Linked DNA regions of Callithrix jacchus: region 1 is linked to region 2. Evidence: chromatin contacts called from public Hi-C data. All regions are on one chromosome and are shown on one strand. Each heading gives the region's core, a stretch centred on a gene start, on an enhancer-like site or on the middle of the called end of the contact. The rest is flanking DNA. Distances are from core to core; before and after follow the strand shown.

What was found. Hi-C and Micro-C count contacts between places; a contact is called where the count stands out from the background.
Region 1: a Hi-C map of skeletal muscle shows a contact between it and region 2, with 5 times the contacts expected there. The contact joins the enhancer-like site here to the promoter of FAAP20 in region 2. A contact is called at or near these places in 2 of 3 Hi-C or Micro-C datasets (induced pluripotent stem cells and skeletal muscle).

The regions. Positions count from the first base shown.
Region 1 is chr7:40,363,948-40,369,527 of calJac240_pri, forward strand. It overlaps MORN1 (MORN repeat containing 1), which reads right to left. Exons shown (of 14, transcript XM_035307449.2): 13 at 5,010-5,059; 14 at 2,109-2,442. The coding sequence ends at 2,243. Among named protein-coding and RNA genes, the nearest start is that of RER1, 65 kb to the right of the region's middle. Within about 2 kb of position 3,249, at least 6 of the 16 cell types and tissues checked have an H3K27ac peak or open chromatin away from gene starts, as enhancers often do. A contact at or near this core is called in skeletal muscle, where this site is marked.
Region 2 is chr7:40,246,864-40,252,199 of calJac240_pri, forward strand. FAAP20 (FA core complex associated protein 20) reads right to left here and starts at 2,720. Exons shown (of 4, transcript XM_078330083.1): 1 at 2,641-2,720; 2 at 1,970-2,105; 3 at 1,612-1,883. The coding sequence starts at 2,702.

The DNA of each region.
Region 1 (5,580 bases), core at 1,999-4,498, 120 kb after region 2:
GGTGCAGGCCCCCAGCCCCGCCAAATCCTGTGTGGAGAAAACAGCCCTGGATTTCCCGTCGTGGGTTTTGTGACTTTAAGAACCGAGGCTGCTGACTGGGAATTAATCCCAAAGGGCACCTCTTGACTCGCTGGGAAACACAGCAGCTGCTGCTGTTCCCAGCAGTGTTTTTCTTTCTAAATTGAAACATCATTTTCTATTTTTCTGTGACACAAATGTGGTTTCATCCTGAAGTGAAAAAAAGCTACAAAGCGGTTTGCCAAATGTAAGGGGCAGACCCAGGTGGGCGCTGCTCCGGTGCAGTGGGCCAGGGTCAGTGTGACGCGGTGGCATCTGCCCAGCCTGGCCGACATCTGCCTGGACCCCTGGGAGGCAGGTGACCCAGGTCCAGGAAGTCCAGGAGCCTCCCCTCCGATGGCACAGCCAACCCCAAGGGCAAGGGACAGTGTCAGAAGCGCAGGGCACCCACAGGGCCCCCAGGGACCAGAGGCTGGAGCTGTGGCCAAGCAGTCCTGGGCAACAGGAGCCTCAAGGACGCTGCAGCTGGAGATGCAGCTTCACCACTGGCTCTGAGCTCTTAGAAGGTGCAGGGGGACAGCTGCCTCCTTGCTGTCTGGAATGGAAGCCTGGGTATCTGGGGAACCTTTGGGGATGCCAGAGCCCCCCACATGTGCTCGGCCTCAGACTGGCAGAGCTCAGAACCAGGAGGCCTTGGGGACACTGTGCTGGCAGAGGAGGGGGTCCCATCGCTGCAGCCCCAGCGGCCTTCAGCTTGTCACCTCCAAGGATGGGGACTCGGCACCCCATGATCTGGTCTGGTTTCTCCCAGACCAGTGCCTCCCCCAGCCCACCCCTCTGCCCCCTTCCTCAGCGTATCCACCACCCTCTGCCCAACCTGGCCCCAGCCAGGCTCTTCCTGAGAGATCCCCAGGCCCCCACCGTGGAGCACCCCAGCTCCCAGGCGGGTCTTCACCCCTGTGTACCCCGGGTTCCTGTGCTGTCAACGCAGCTCCTTTGTCCATGGCTGCCCGTTGCTGGGCAGAAGCAGCTGCCTGTGCGGGTCTGGAGAGAGACACAGGCCGCAGCTGGCCAGGAGATGGGTGTGCTCCCAGAGCGAAGCGCCCGGACAGTTGGAGGCTGGGTCTGGCCCAGCACAGGGAGGTGGGTGCCAGTCATGGAAGAGTAGGGGACAGCAGCATGGCCCTCATGCTGAGGGAAGCATCGGGGGCCTTGGCACAGGCCTAGTGTAGGGCTGGGGCTGGGCCCTGGATGGCCTCCTCCCCAGGGCTTCAAGCGGGGTCCCTCTGAGAGGGTGGGCTGCAAGGATAGGATGGGTCTGAGGAGCTGCCAGGAGAGGCCGGGAGAGCAAGGGTCTGAGGAGGCTGGCTCCCTGCCCAGTGCTGGGATGGCAGAGGGTGAGACCAATCAGGCTGCGCAGGCCCCAGGTGGGCATGGCGAAGCCAGGGGCCAGGGCAGGAATGTGGAGCCAGGACTCTGCCGTGGCCACCTTCTGTGCTGATTGAGCGGCCGGTGCCTGTGGGCCACCTCAGCGCCCCTCCCCATGACCTCCCGGCCCCTCTCAGTGGCTGAGGGGCCCTTTGGAAGCAGCTGTAGAATGCCCCTGACTGTCCTCCCTGGTCAGTGTGGGGTGGGGGGTCAGGCAGGCAGGACACTGGGTCCGGAGAGCGGATTACATGCTTCCCGCCTCTCGCTGTGGGAGCCCGTCCCATGGGCAGGATTGCCTGGAGTGGGTAGTACCAGGCGGAGGTCAGGGCTGGCTGGCTGGGCTCCACTGCAGAGTTCTGTGGCAGGTGACAGGGACCCTCCTTCCCAGCCCTAGTCCAGCAGGGAATTCCAGCACCGACCACGGCTGGGCCTGGGAACAGGGTGGGTGGGAAAGACATGCTGGCCTTGAAGGGTGCCTGGGGGACGGCCACAGGCCTGGCCTGAGGCACTGAGACGAGTCACCCTATGTGTCCTGCCTGCACCCTGGGCACCCCAGGGCTCCGCAGGGGCTGCAGTGGGCTCCAGTCTGTCCGTGAGTGTGCGGGCATGTGGGGAGGGTTGAGCTGCCTGCATGGGGCCCAAGGAGCAGTGCCCTCCAGACCCACCGCTGAGCGTTTTATTCAAGCTGGCAGTTGCAGGGCTCTGGGCTGTCCAGGGAATCAGGGAGCAGGGCCTGCAAGCAGAGGCAGCGTTTCCTTCCGTTCACACCGAGGTGGCCACCTGTGGACACGGGGCCTCATTGAGGCACTGGCAGCTCTGGGGTGCAGCTGTAGATGGCCTGCCAGCCACCTGAGGCTTCAGCGCCTCCTTCTTCCAGGATGTGGGGCCGCTGGCCAGAGCTGTTCGCTACGAGCCGCAGGTGTTTGAAGGCAGTGGGTAGCGTGCGTCCCAGGAACGGCGGGGTGGTCACATCACGGATCATGACCACGTACTCTCCTGTGGGGAATGGGCTGGGCTGGTCCTCAGTCAGGCTCCTGTCCTGCCCCTCCCCTGGCCTCAGCCCTGTCTCATGTCCCCACCGGCCCCCGTGCCCCCAACCCTGGTCATCTCTGCCTGGGTTCCGGGATTCTTGGCACTGTAACCAGACACTGGACCAGTCCTGGGGTGCTAGACACACAGTCAGCGTAGGTGAATCAACTGATTTTGGGTGAAGCAAACCACCTCCGACCTCAGGCCACAGCCCAGCTACGGCCTCCTGTTCAGAGGCTGGTGAGGACGGAAGCGACCCTTGCCAGGCGGCCGCTCAGGAGCCCCTGCTGCTGACCTGCTTCGGGGGCTCCTGGGGCATTCTTTTGCAAATACTTTCCTACCTTCTTAGGAGAAAAATAATTCATTTCCTCCATAAACTGTTTGTAAAAATAATGAAGCGTCCGAAGGCAAGACCTGTCTGGTTTGATTTTGAAGCCCCTGGCCCAGCCCCTCCCCCACACCCGCGGTAGGCTCTCTAGCTGGGGCTGGGGGGCGGCCCTGCTGGGGGGACTCTGGAGAGAAGGAAAAGTACTTTTCCTTTCACCGTCTGTAAACTGTCTGGAGAGCTTCAAAGTTGAAGAAACCATAAAAAAGAAAATAAGAAATAACAAAAAGTGAGGTTGCCATGGAAACCGTCCTCTCCCCTCCCCTGAGCCTGTGGGGCTGGCACTGGAGCGTGGAAAAGGCGCCGGGCTGGCCTGGGCTCACACCAGGAATGCCGCCGCGCTGAAACGAGGCAGGAATCGGCTCACACCGCAAGGCAGAGACACATTCCAGACGCCGCCGGCCTGGAAAACAGCGCTCCCTCCCTGAGCACAGTGGAGTGGCGGCCTCCTCTGGCCAGGCCACAGGCTCCGCTGCCTGTGCCTTCCCGGGCTGGACTAGCGTGAGCCTTGGGGCCTGGGGGCGCGTGCTTGGCCCTGAGTCAGTTCCTTTAGAAAAATCCAAGGTCTGGGGGGGCCTCGCTGGGGGGCACACGTTCTGCAGCCACAGCGCAGTGGGTACCGGGCCCAGCCTCCCCGGCGGGCGGAGGGACAGCCGTGCGTGGCAACGCCACAGTGTTTGCAAGCAGCCGGTTTCTAGGTGTTCCCAGGAATACAGCTAGGCCAGCCGCAGCCAAGGTGCTGGCCGGGGCCGGGAGAGCTCTACAGGCAGCGGCTGAGGGGCCGTGCCACAAGCCCCATCTGACCCCCCTCCTGAGGCTGGCAGCCTGGCGGATGGGAAGGGCAGGCGGGACGGGCCCTGGCTGGCAGCCACAGTGTGGCAGGCCGGGCCTTGACGGCCATGGGATCTAGCCCTGGGCCAGCTCTCCCCAGGGCCTCGGCCACAGCTACACTCGAGTGTCCCCACATCCATCTCCCTTTGCTCCTCACCCCCAGAGCTGTCTCTGCGGAGCTTGGAAACCTGGGTGTACAGGTGGTGTTCTCCAGGGCTGCGGGCTGCACAGAGATGCCGGGACCCAGCTGATTCTTGTTGGTGTGAGATGTTCCCACCCCCCACCCTCACCCACCTGCTCCTCCTGGGATGGCCAGGATGGGGCTGGCCCAGTGGATGGTGTGAGGGCTTCTGTGGGACCATGGGGGATGCCACCTGGGACCCACGGCCTTGCTGGCTGCAGCCCCAGCTACACCAGGCCGTCCCCACGACTAGGGTGGCTCCACTTGCTCTCCGGCTGCACCAGGGGCAACTCCGTAGAGGCATCCAGACCCCAGCAAGCAGTGGGCCCAGGCCTCCCAGTCTTTGGCTCTCCTGCCAGAACCCCAGAGGAAGGGTCACTCTCGCTGGCCCAGGGTTCAGAGAGGCTCTGCTGTCCACCAGGCACCCTGCCAGCCACAGCACCCATGCCCTGCTGGGGACCACGCCTTGGTGTAGCTCAGGCGCCCTGGCACTCCACCCCTCAGGCTGTGGGGGGTGGGGATGCATCTCAGGCCGTGGAGCTGAGCCCCAGGATTGCAGCTACTGGAGGAGGCCCCATGGCCTGGGGGTCTGCACCTGAGCCTCCTCCAGGCTCTCACTGCCACCCTGCTTGCTGTCCCCACAGCAGCTCCCACGCTGGGAGGAGCCTCATGCCCAGCCCAGGCCCACCAGGCTCCCCAGGCCCTGCCGCCCACCTTGCTGGGGAGCAGCCCCTCATGGCTCAGCCACACTGGGCCTCGGCAGCTCCCCTCAGCTCTCCTCAGCTCCCCTCAGCCTCCAAGGCCTCTGCACCCCTGTGCGCCCTGCTCCAGGTTTCCCTCCCTTCTAGGACATTCCCCACATCAAGGGCTGTGTCAGCCCAACTTCACGTCTTCCCGGACCATCCCCCATCACCAAGCCACCAGCCCCTTATCATTCAGGCCCCTGGGAGGGCCAGCTGCTCCCACATCCCCACCCACTTCCACCTGCTGCTGCGGCCGAGTGCCCTCAACTGTTGTGGGGATGGGGTCTCACTGTATTGGCCAGGATGGTCTTAAACTCCCCAGCCCTGGACTGCAGCCTCTCGCCTCTCCAGAGAGTGGTGCGGCCGATGATGGATGTGGGTCCTGTCCACCTACCTGGGTATGCTGCCGTTGCAGCCCGCTCCTCCGTGGCTCTCCCCTCAGGCCTGTGGAGACGACAGACATAGTGAGGCCCCTGAATGCCCTGCCTGGGCCCCCAGGATGTGCTATCCCCGACCTGAACCAGGGCTAATGGTTACAGGGTGGACTGGGGCTGCAGGACGGCGGAGATCTGTGAACCCCACCTCGGGGCCACGGGTGGGACAGGAGAGCCCCCCGAGGTCTGCCTCCAGCTCTCTGCCCCTTGGGCCCGCAGGCTGCATCGAGCAAACCCTGTTTAAATCCTTGAAAGACTTGTGCGCTTGGAGCAGGAATGGCACCCACCATCCCACTTCCACAGGCTTCTCACGAGGCGGAGGCCTCCCAGGGTGCAGCCTGGAAGATCCTGGAGGGCAGGGAAGGCCCCAGACCTGGGCAGAAGGCGATGCTGGAGCCTGCAGGGAGTGATTAGGAGCAGCCGGGAAGTCCTAGCAAGAGGGACCAGGAGGCCCGGCGGCGTACTGCTTCCCCTCAGAGTGACAGAGGCCCGGTGTCACCTGGGGGCATTATGGCTGGGAAAGGAGGTAGC
Region 2 (5,336 bases), core at 1,470-3,969:
GTGGTGGCGTGTGCCTGTGATCCCAGCTACTCAGGAGGCTGAGGCAGGAGGTGCCTGCACAGGACAGGGCGGTGGGCCAAGGCCGAGTCCAGCTGTTAGGCCAGATGCTCCAGCCAGGTGGCCTCCTTGCTGGGGTCCTGCGGTCATGAGCCCCAGGGCATCCCGGGGTGGCCATGCAAACCCTTGTTCCCAAAGACACAGGAGGGCTTGTCCCCCAGCTAGCCTGCCTGTGCCGTGGCCACAGCCTAGGAGGTGAGTTCCGGTTCCAAAGCACTGGCTCTCCTTTAAAATCAAGTGTTAGAATGTGCTTGAATGAAGCATTTCTGACACACCAAGGCCTGGACCTGGCTTCAGTCGAGGCCGTCTGCCAACCTTCCAGCAACTGCTTCAAATGCTCAAAACAGCAGCTTTTTCCTCGTGAATCTCCTTTCTCTGGGAGTTTTTTTAGGCTCTCTGGAAAAGCAGGCGATCCAGACAAAAACCCCTACCCAGGGATCGGGGGCAGCGCCCCAACAGCAACCTTGGGGCTTCAGCCAAGAACATGGATTTCTCCCCAGGGCCCCCAACGGTACCTTCTGTCCCTGGACTTTTTTTTTTTTTTTTGAGACAGAGTCTTGCTCTGTGGCCCAGGCTGGAGTGCAATGGCACAATCTCAGCTCACTGCAACCTTCACCTCTCAGGTTCAAGCCATTCTCCTGCCACAGCCTCCCGAGTAGCTGGGATTACAGGCACACAGCACCACACCCAGCTACTTTTTGTATTTTTAGTAGAGATGGGGTTTCACCGTATTGGCCAGGCTGGTCTCGAACTCCTGACCTTGTGATCTGCCTGCCTCGGCCTCCCTAAGGGCTGGGATTACAGGCGTGAGCCACCACACCCGGCCTTTCTTTTGTTTCGTCGGCTGCTGACTTTGGACTCTGCTCCCTTCGCCTTCCTGATCTGTTTTTGGTTCTAGAAGACCTGGGCATCAGGCACGACTGAAGGACCCAGTCTTCCGGCCATGTGAGGTCTGAAACCCACCACCCATTAACCCAACCAAGTCACGAACCAGCATCATCCACACGGCCCTAGCCCCAGTACCTGTTTGGGAGGCCAAGGGCCCAGAGGTCACCAGACACGAGGCCAGCACTGGGCAGTTTGGGTTACCTTAGCAAAACTGGGTTCCATTACCCTTTACTTAAAAATATATATAAAAATACACATTGGACTTCAAAAATAAGAAAAAGCAACTCCAGACAAAAAAAAACTATCTTCATTTTTAAAACCCATGACCCACCCTCAGAAAGGTGTTCCCTTGGCCTGGGCCTGGGCATGCTGGCACCACCAGCTGCCAGGACACCCAGGTGGACTGGGGGCCAGTGCTCCTGCCTTTCTCCCGTACCGTCTGAGGGCCCCCAGCCTGCCCTGGCCCCAGAGCACAGACAGCAGGTGGACCCCAGACCCGTGACAGAGAGCCATGGGACATGTCAGGTCACGGCACCAGGCCACCTTGCCAGGTGTGAAAGGGCTTTAAAAGCCAGCACTGAGCTCAGCCACCTCTTGGCCTTCCAAAGGGCTGTGGTTTCCAAACGGTAATGGGTAACCCGCCAGGCTCAGGGGTGGCTCACTCACCCGGGGGCGAACTCCTTCTGGCACATAGGGCAGCTGTGCAGGACTGTGGCACCCTCCACAGATGGCTTCGGCTCCACACTGGGTGCCCTGCACAGATCAGGTGTCGGGTGCTGGGGAGGGGACCTGTCAGGAGATTCCAGGTGCCCTCCTGCCCTGCGAAGCAGCCGGTAGGAGCAGCCAGGGCCCCACAGGTTCGGTGGAAAGGGCGTCCAAGAGAAGGTCTTGGGTCCCACAGTGAACACTTCAGTGGGTCCCGGGCTGCAGCTGCGCTCCTGCAACAGAGCGGTTGGGTCTTGCCCCAGCGGTGGCCCCCACCCTGGAAACCCCTCCGCCACTCCGATGGGCCTGGTGGACACACCTGTCCAGGGAAGGCGGGCAGTGGAGGCAGCTCCTCATCCAGGCTCAGCTCTGGACTCACGGTGCGCAGCAGCTCGACCCAGAGCCGCTCCCGTTCGTCACCCCCCAGGAGAAACCAGGGACGGTCGCCAGAAGGCCTGGGGCGGACAGAAAAGGGAGATGGGGGTAGTCAGCAGGGGAAATGCTATGGTGGGGGAGGCCGGGGAGGGCCTGTAGCAGAGAGCGGGGAGATAGGGGGCACTAGAGGGAGATTCCATGGTGGGGAGACAGCGGGCAGGGTTGGGGGAGGGCCTGCTAGAGCAGACAGTGAAAAGATGAGAGGTAATGGGGTCGGGGGAGCGGTGGAGGGGTGGATATGTGGGGGTCCTCGGCAGGATGAGACGATGCTGGGGGAGACTGCGAAGGGCCTGGGGAAGATAGAGGGGGAAGGTAGAGGGGGAGATGGGGGCCCTCGGTGGGGACGCGATGATGGGGCAGGGCCTGGGGCGGCGCGGGGGAACCTCGGGGTGGGGTGGGGGCTGGAGGCGGGAGCTGAATGGCGGGGCGGAGTGGCGGAGGACCCGGGGCGGGAGCCTTCCCCACCGGGAGAAGATAGTGGGAGGCCCGCGGGGGCTCCGGGAAGCACGCGGGAGTGGGAAAACCGGCCGCGCCCCCGCCCAGCCCCGGCCTCACCCGCCCGCCGGGGGCGGCTTCCGACGGCTCAGCCCCAGCCGCGGCCTCCGCGCCGCCTCCATCGGAGCTGCGCGCCGGACGGAAGTGAGCGCAGGCCCCGCCCCTGCCCGGCCTCCAGGCCTCGCCCCCGACTCTGCGGTGAGGTGTCCCCTCCGAGACAGTCGGAACCCCGGGGGCCCTGATCCCAGGCTGCAGGAAACCGAGGCCAGGGTTCCTTCGTCCAGCACCGCAGAAGGGGGCCTGGGGTGGGGCGGAGGCCCGGTGAGGGAGCCCTGCCCGTGCCCCGCCTTTCCGTCCAGGCAGCCCTGGGCCAGAGCCCCATCCGTTACCCCGACGGCCGTCCGGCCCGCCCGGGCCCTGCCTCCTCCCGGCTGCACCCCACAGCTCCCCGCCGTTTCCGGCTCTGCGGAGCCGCCTCCCCTTCCAGGACCACTCCAGGAGTAAATAAAGCTTGAAATCCGCCGTCGCCACCACCGTCGCTTTACAAAAGGCGGGGAGCTCAAGCTCCTTGGCCAAGAAACAAGAGGCGAAGTGACAAAGTCTAGGTGGCTCACTGGGGCCTCAAGGCCGAGCCAGGACTAGGACCCCGGGGGGCTTTCCTGCCTGGACCCTGGGCTCTGCGACCTCAAAGTCGGCCACTTGGTGGCAGCAGACGCTCAGGCACCCTCGTGCCACACCTGGCTGTGCTCAGGCCGCTTGCCTTTGCCTGGGCCCCACTGGGCCCTGGAGTGGCCACCCCCATCCCAGAAGGGCTGGAGTCTACAGGGATCAGGGTCAGGGGCCCTTGCCAGACACCACTCAGGGCTGTGGGACTCTGTGGCAGTTTCTGCCCTGCCCAGCCCCAGCAGTTTTGGGGCCATGCTGGGCACCCCTTCTGCAGGGCTCCCTAGCTGTTCCCACTCCCCACCAGGCCCTGTTCCCTCCCTCCAGAACTCAGCTGTGGGGCCAAGCCCTGAACCCAGGTCACGCAAGTGGCGCATGTCCTCCAAGTGGCCCTGGCCTGGAGGCCATGGGTGGGTGTTCAGGGCAGGGGTCAGGAGCAGGGCCTGGACTGACAGGGGGTCCCCACTCCCTCCATGAGTGGTTTTCTTCAGCATACATTTCTGTTCTAGATGCTGGAGGCTCCCAGCAGAACAAGACGGAGGCACCAACCCCCAGGCCCCGAAACATGGGCAAGCAAGTGGTGATGCAGTCCTGAGTGCTGCCTGGGGGTCTAGGGAGGCTGCTGCAGGCAGTGTGGTCTCAGGGGGCCCTGTGGGAGGTGCCTGGTGACTGGGCCTGCTCTCAGGCAGAGAAACCCAGCTGTGGAATCTCCACGGCTCCATGTTCACCACATGGCAGGTGCCAGCTGACCAAGCGCTCCCAAACTCCAGTGTCCAGGGTTCCCCATCAGTCTCGGCTGCCCGGGCTTCAGCTCCAAGCTTCTAGGTCTCCCCTGGAAGTGTTACCACGGTCTGCAAGGGGTCTTGGAGATTCCAGGAAAACTGGCAGCAGCATCCCAGGACAGGAGAAAGGCCAGTACAGTGGCTCACGCCTGGAATCCCAGGACTTTGGGAGGCCCAGGCAGACAGATCTCTGGAGCCCAGGAGTTTGAGACCAGCCTGGGCAACATGACCTTGTCTCTATACATAAAAAAATAGCGGGGCATGGTAGCATGGGCCTGTGGGGCTGAGGTGGGAGGATCACCTGAGCCCAGGGAGGTGGAGGCTGCAGTGAGCCAAGATTGTGCCACTGCACTCCAGCCTGGATGACAAAATGAGACCCTATATCAAAAAAAAAAAAAAAGTCCAGGTGTGGTTGCTCATGCCTGCAATCCCAGCACTTTGGGAGGCCAAGGCGGGAGGATCACTTGAGGCCAGGAGTTCGAGACCAGCATGGCCAACATGGAGAAACCCCCATCTCTACTAAAAATACAAAAATATAGCTGGGCGTGGTGGTGCACACTTATAATCCCAGCTACTTGGGTGGTTGAGGCACAAAAATCACCTGAGCCTAGGAAGCGGAGGTTGTGGTGAGCCAAGATTGCACCACTGCCCTCCAGCCTGGGTGACACAGCAAGACTCTGTCTCAAAAAACAAAAACAGACAGGAGGAAAGCCCTTGATGACAAGGGTTTGCTCCGGTCTCTGGGCCATGCTGGGCGTGGGGATTGTGTTCTCGTCCCTTCCTCTGCGTTCACTTCTCTGCTCCCCGCTCCGGCTCCCCACCCGCTGTTGGACCAGGGGTGGTCCCCCACATGGCCTCACCATCCAGTGCCCTCCTGTCATGAGACTGTCAGCTTCCGGATGGGCTCCAAGCCTCTGGGACCCTTCTCCTGCCATGCTTGCATCCCTTGGGCAGCACCTGGGGACCTCAGGCCCTGCCGTGTCCTGGAGGAGCATGTGAGGGACCCCTGTGTGCAGCTGCTGCTCCAAAACTGGGGGCAGGAGGACTCAGCCCCCACCCCGGGAGGCCACACACTAGAGCTTTGCTGGGGTTTTCAGCATCCTTCTGGCCCCTCGAGGCTCCCTGACACAGGTGCTGCAGCCATTGGGCCCAGGAAGGGCAGAGCGAAGCGGGAGCAGGGAGGGTTCTTGAGTGGCCCAGATGAGGGACACCTGTGCTGCCCAGCTGGTGTGTGCTGCCTGGGAAGCTCTCACTGCAGGTGGCCCAAGGCTGGGAGACCCAGGCCTATGGAGACCTCAGGGCTAGCAGAGC